Linked DNA regions of Sus scrofa: region 1 is linked to region 2. The links are chromatin contacts, called in public HiChIP or PLAC-seq maps. All regions are on one chromosome and are shown on one strand. Each heading gives the region's core, a stretch centred on a gene start, on an enhancer-like site or on the middle of the called end of the contact. The rest is flanking DNA. Distances are from core to core; before and after follow the strand shown.

Region 1 (2,700 bases), core at 153-2,652, 250 kb after region 2:
ATAGTAGTTGTTTTCCCTAAACTCACAAAATAAGAAAAAAATCTAAGCAGGAGTTCCGGTTGTGGCACAGCAGAAACGAATCCAACTAGGAACCATGAGGTTGCAGGTTCGATCCCTGGCCTTGCTCGGTGGATTAAGGATCCGGCATTGCCATGAGCTGTGGTGTAGGTCACAGACGAGGCTCAGATTCAGTGTTTCTGTGGCTCTGGCTTAGGCCAGTGGCTACAGCTCTGATTAGACCCCTAGCCTGGGAACCTCCATATGCCACGGAAAGCAGCCCTAGAAAAGGCAAAAAGACAAAAAAAAAAAAAAAAAAAAAAAAAAAAAAAAAGAAAGAAAAAAAAAAAGAAAAGAAAGAAGGAAAATATATTTGAAGAAAGTATGGCTGAAAACTTTACAAATCTAGAGGAAATAGCTATCAAGATACAGGAAGCACAGAGGGCCCCAAATAAGTTAAACCCAAACAGGCCCACACCATGACATATTATAATAAAAATGGCAAAAGTTCAGGCTAAAGAGAGGATTCTAAAGGCAGCAAGAGAAAATCAAAGCATTAATTGTAAGGGAACCCCCTTAAGGCTACTATCAGCTGATTTCTCTACAGAAACACTACAGGCCAGAAGAGAGTGGCAAGATAGATCCAAAGTTCTAAAAGGGAAAAATTTGCAGTCTAGAATACTCTACCCAGCAAGAATATCATTTAAAATAGAAGGAGAAATAAAGAATTTTTGCAACAAACAAAAACTAAAAGAGTGTAATACCAAACCCATTTTTTAATCTCATTAAAGGAAATTTGGAAAGTACTGGCAGATGTAGAAAAAACCATGCTAAAACCTGTAATTCAAATAATTACTGTTCACATTTTATATTTTCTTCCATACTTTTTTTCCATGCATAGGCTCTTTGCTTGTTTTTACACATGGCCTGTACACTGTAATTTGATTCCCTAACATGGTCATACACATTTTCTTAAGCCATTATTCCATTCATTTTGAAACATTTATTGGAAGTCTTCTCTCTGCCTGCCCTGTACCAGTTGCTAGGATTCCAGAGAGAACAAATACATATGCTCCATGTCCTCAAAGAACTTACCCCTTAGTGGTAAAAATATTTAAACACACAAAAATCATCACAACTAAATAAATGATTATAAAGTGGGATGACTATTGTTAGATTAATAAGGATATAGGTTCAAGACACAAAATAACACTGCTGTAAACGAAGTAGACATTTGTTTTTTTCAAGTCGCAGTTTGGGTGTCAGCAGTCTAGGGTTGCAGGAAGAATCCAGGGTACCTGAGATTTAGGCTCTTTCAGTCTTGTTCCATCATTTAAGGGGTATAGTCCTCACCCGCGTGTCCAAGATGACCCATTGCTAGTGGCCAGCCAGCAGCAATAGTGTAAGGGGAAGTTGCAAGATGCTTTTCTCTTTCAGACAGGAATTTCTTCATCATTTTTGTGCATGGCATATAACAATATATGTGCTTCTCTAAACGTTAAATAGTAAGATCTAGCAGTGAGTCAGATTTCAAGTTTCATGGGGTCATGACCATAAACAATAGCAAAAAACTGTTTGTGATTTCATGTGAGGACAAGATCACAGTACTCCTAATACTTCCTGCTATATTCATAATTGAAGCTAATGCTAAGTTTTAATTAGCAGTTAGTGAAAATATATAGTTTTTTTTTTCCTATTCAAAGTCACAGACACCTCCCTCCACCCCATGAATTCTGTTCACAGCTTCCTTGATCTAAGAGCCCTCTGCTTTTAGGACACAACCCTGAATTTGCCCATCACATGTGCTCATATCCCATTGGTCAGAACTTAGTTTTCTCCAGTAGAAGCTTGAAATAGTCTTCATTCCAGGCAGCCATGAGCCTAGTTAGAAATCAGGACCCTATTATTATTGAAAATGAAGAGAAGGGATATTGGGGAAACATTAACAAAAAAGAACCAGATAGGAGTTCCGTCGTGGCTTAGTGGTTAATGAGCTCGACTAGCATCCATGAGGATCAGGTTTCAATCCCCAGCCTCATTCAGTGGGTTAAGGATCCGGCGTTGCCGTGAGCTGTGGTGTAGATCACAGACACGGCTTGGATCTGGTGTTGCTGTGGCTGTGGATCTGGTGTTGCTGTGGCTGTGGTGTCGGCCAGCAACTACAGCTCTGATTCAACCCTTAGCCTGGGTACCTCCATGTGTCCCAGATGTGGCTCTAAAAAACCAACCAAACAAACAAAAAACCAGATACCAGAATTTAACAGAGAGTCCTAATCCAGATCATGAGATCAGGAAAAGTATCTCTGAGAAGTGACAGTTAAGCTGAGATTTGAAATATTATTAGTAATAGTAACAATACCTGTTATTCATTGAGAGCTTACCCTGTGCTAGATAGTCTTCTAGTATACTGTGTGTATTCATTCAGTCTCACAATAGCCATACTCAGTGTAGCACTGAAAGTCCTACATCCCAGGAAACCCCTTGGCCTATGGCAAACTGGATGGTTTCACTCTATTGGTACTCTTGTTAGCATCCCCATTTTATAGAAAAGGAATCTAAGGCATGAAAAGTTCAAATAATTTGCTAGTAATGAGCATAGGAAAGATTTACACTTAGGAAGGCTATTCCACAACTTACCTGCTTAACTGTTGTGTTAGTTTGCACCCTATAGATAGAGTGGCCTAAACAGCAGAATTTATTTTC
Region 2 (2,700 bases), core at 121-2,620:
ATTTGTTTTTAATTAAAAAAAATTTTTAGTAAAATTAACATCCACAAGATGTATAGGAGAAATTATGATAGCTTTGGTCTTGAAGAATATAATGCTTTATTTTTTACATTTTTCTTGAGGGACAGGGGATTAAACCAGATATTTCCCAGTGGATTGAGGCATAGCCTGTTATAAGTCTCTTCAGCCTCCACATCTGGCACCTGGAAGGACCCAGCAAGGGCCTTCCAAGTCCCTTCCCTTGGTTTCCTCCACAGCTGACTATGCGACAAAGACTACTCAGGTTTCTTTCCACTCAGTTTCTATGGAAGACCTTTAGCTAGTTAATTTTTTTTTTTTTTTTTTTTTTTGGTCTTTGGTCTTTTTAGGGCCACACCCGGGGCATATGGAGGTTTCCTGGCTAGGGTTCGAATTGGAGCTGCAGGTGCCAGCCTATGCCACAGCCGCCGGCCTATGCCACAGCCGCAGCAACAGTAATACAGGATCTGAGCCACATCATCACGGCAACGCTGGACCCTTAACCCACTGAGCAAAGCCAGGGACTTAACCTGTATCCTCATGGATGCCAGTCAGACTCATCTCCACTGAGCCAAGATGGGAACTCCTAGGTAATTAATTTAATTGCCAGCACATTTATTCTGAAATATCCCAGGTCTGATAGAAAACCCAGGAAAAAAGGTTAATATTTGTAAAGGCATAGAGGATGTGGGCACTCATGTGGTTTGGCATCATGTCCTCAGTAAAGGGGCCCCTCCTTGCCTTTGCCCCGTTAGTTAGCAAAATCATGCCCTAAATGAGCAGCTGTTGTGGGGGAGGCTAGGGGCCCAGACCTGGACTGGAATCCTCGCTCTGTAGTATACCCAGGATGTCACATTTTGCAGCCACTTACCCACTCCCATCCTCTTCTTCCTGACCTGTGCAACAGATTATAAAAATACTTACCTCCTGCTGGGAGGAGGTGAATGAGGTCATCCATGTAACATATTTAATGCTGTACCTGGCACTTCGTGAGTGCTTAGTAGATATGACTTCTTTGCTAAGATCTGTCAATATAAAAATGCATACCTGAAAGTTAACTTTCTGCCATGATTCTGGATGGGTTTTCTCCTTCAGCCTTCTTCATTTTGCCTTAAACATGTTTAGTCCCAACAAGCTTTGTCTCAGGGCAAGAAATCCAAAGTAACCCATTTAAAGGGGGCTTCAAACACAGGTGCATTTTCACCTAAGTGCCCACCTGCATGGTGCCAGATATGTGGCCACAGGGCCCAGAGGTGCTACATTGACAGGAGTAGAATTGGTGACACATGGGTCACTGCCTAAGGAATCCATGCTAGGTGTCTCTGACACGGGTCAATACCAAACATCAAAGATAATCACAGGCAAAGCTGGTACATAGAGGCAATTTCACAAAGTAGTGAAATTCTCGGCTGGCCATCCCCCGTGTGCTCATCACTGATTCTGATGTGACCAAAATAGAAACTGCTAACCCTGTGTCACTCCTTGTGCTAGAAAAGGACACGGCACCCAGGGAGGCAGAAAGGAAGGCACTTTGCTTCAACTTCCCCTTTCTTAGTCTAAAATTCCTACTGCAATTTCGGGTAAACTGTCTAGTCATTGAGTCACATTCTGAGCCCAACACCAGCCATCCCTGACCAGCAAGGGACCACAAAGGCAGGGGGTCCTATAGAAGACTTCACACGACTACAGCTCATCCCAGTGGAGATAAAAAGAGACAAATTTTGCTCCAGGGACTTGAGGATTTTAAAAGACCCACCTTCTTAGTAAGGCTGACTTCGTGAAATGAATAAATTGAGTATCTAGCCCATAGAGGGCAGACCTGCACTGAAAACCAGATTTCATTTCTTGGTCTGGCTTTGGTTTCTGAGAAAAGTACTTAGAACACTCCTAAAGGTCATGCATTCTGTTTTTTCATCAATGTTTTGTAAAGTTATCTTGCAGTAGTGAAGGTCCTTGTTTTTTCTGGCTGCAGATAGAACTTCTCCCTAGTATAAATCATCTGTCTTTGTTCTTAGGTGAAAAAGGTAGGCACCAAACGCTAGACAGTCTTACTGAGGAAGTTTCATACTTTTTCTCCATGGAAGCACTTGTCATCTTGAGCTTGTGAACCCACCCGAGGGAGAAAAGTAGAACATTTTAACTGATTCACTTCAAAAATCAACTGGAATTTCCCATCCTGGCTCAGCAGTTAACTAACCCGACTAGTGTCCATGAGGACGCAGGTTTGATCCCTGGCCTCACTCAGTGGGTTAAGGATCCGGCGTTGCTGTGAGCTGTGGTGTAGGTCACAGACAAGGCTCAGATCTGGCGTGGCTGTGGCTGTGGCTGTGGCATAGGCCAGCAGCTACAGCTCCAATTCCACCCCTAGCCTGGGAGCCTCCATATGCCACGGGTGCAGCCCTAAAAAGACCAAAAAAAAAAAAAAAAAAAAAAAAAAAATCAACTCCTCGAGCGCCTCAAGGAATATAAGTGAATCTGAAGTTAAAGAGCAGCAATGAAATGACTCCTCACAACCGAAGATGGGAAATCAAGGTGACGGGCTTGGCAGAGGCAATTGAGGAAGTCGCAAGGGCGAGTTTGTGCTGACAGGCCTTCTGAGGCCAGGAAACCATAACTTCATGACCTTGAAGCGGGATTGTTCAGCACAAAAATTCCCAGAAGAGAGTGATTTGGATTTATTTGAAA

Evidence for each region. HiChIP or PLAC-seq counts read pairs in DNA pulled down with a chosen protein or histone mark.
Region 1: an H3K27ac HiChIP or PLAC-seq map of alveolar macrophages shows a contact between it and region 2. The contact joins two enhancer-like sites. A contact is called at or near these places in 1 of 5 promoter capture datasets (fetal liver) and 1 of 2 datasets of contacts at active chromatin or transcription factors (alveolar macrophages).

What each region holds. Positions count from the first base shown.
Region 1 is chr4:41,659,124-41,661,823 of Sscrofa11.1, forward strand. All of the region lies in intron 1 of LOC106510020, which reads left to right. Among named protein-coding and RNA genes, the nearest start is that of NDUFAF6, 4.8 kb to the left of the region's middle. Within about 2 kb of position 1,403, at least 1 of the 83 cell types and tissues checked has an H3K27ac peak or open chromatin away from gene starts, as enhancers often do. A contact at or near this core is called in alveolar macrophages, where this site is marked.
Region 2 is chr4:41,413,236-41,415,935 of Sscrofa11.1, forward strand. No RefSeq gene overlaps it. Among named protein-coding and RNA genes, the nearest start is that of C4H8orf37, 41 kb to the left of the region's middle. Within about 2 kb of position 1,371, at least 16 of the 83 cell types and tissues checked have an H3K27ac peak or open chromatin away from gene starts, as enhancers often do. A contact at or near this core is called in alveolar macrophages, where this site is marked.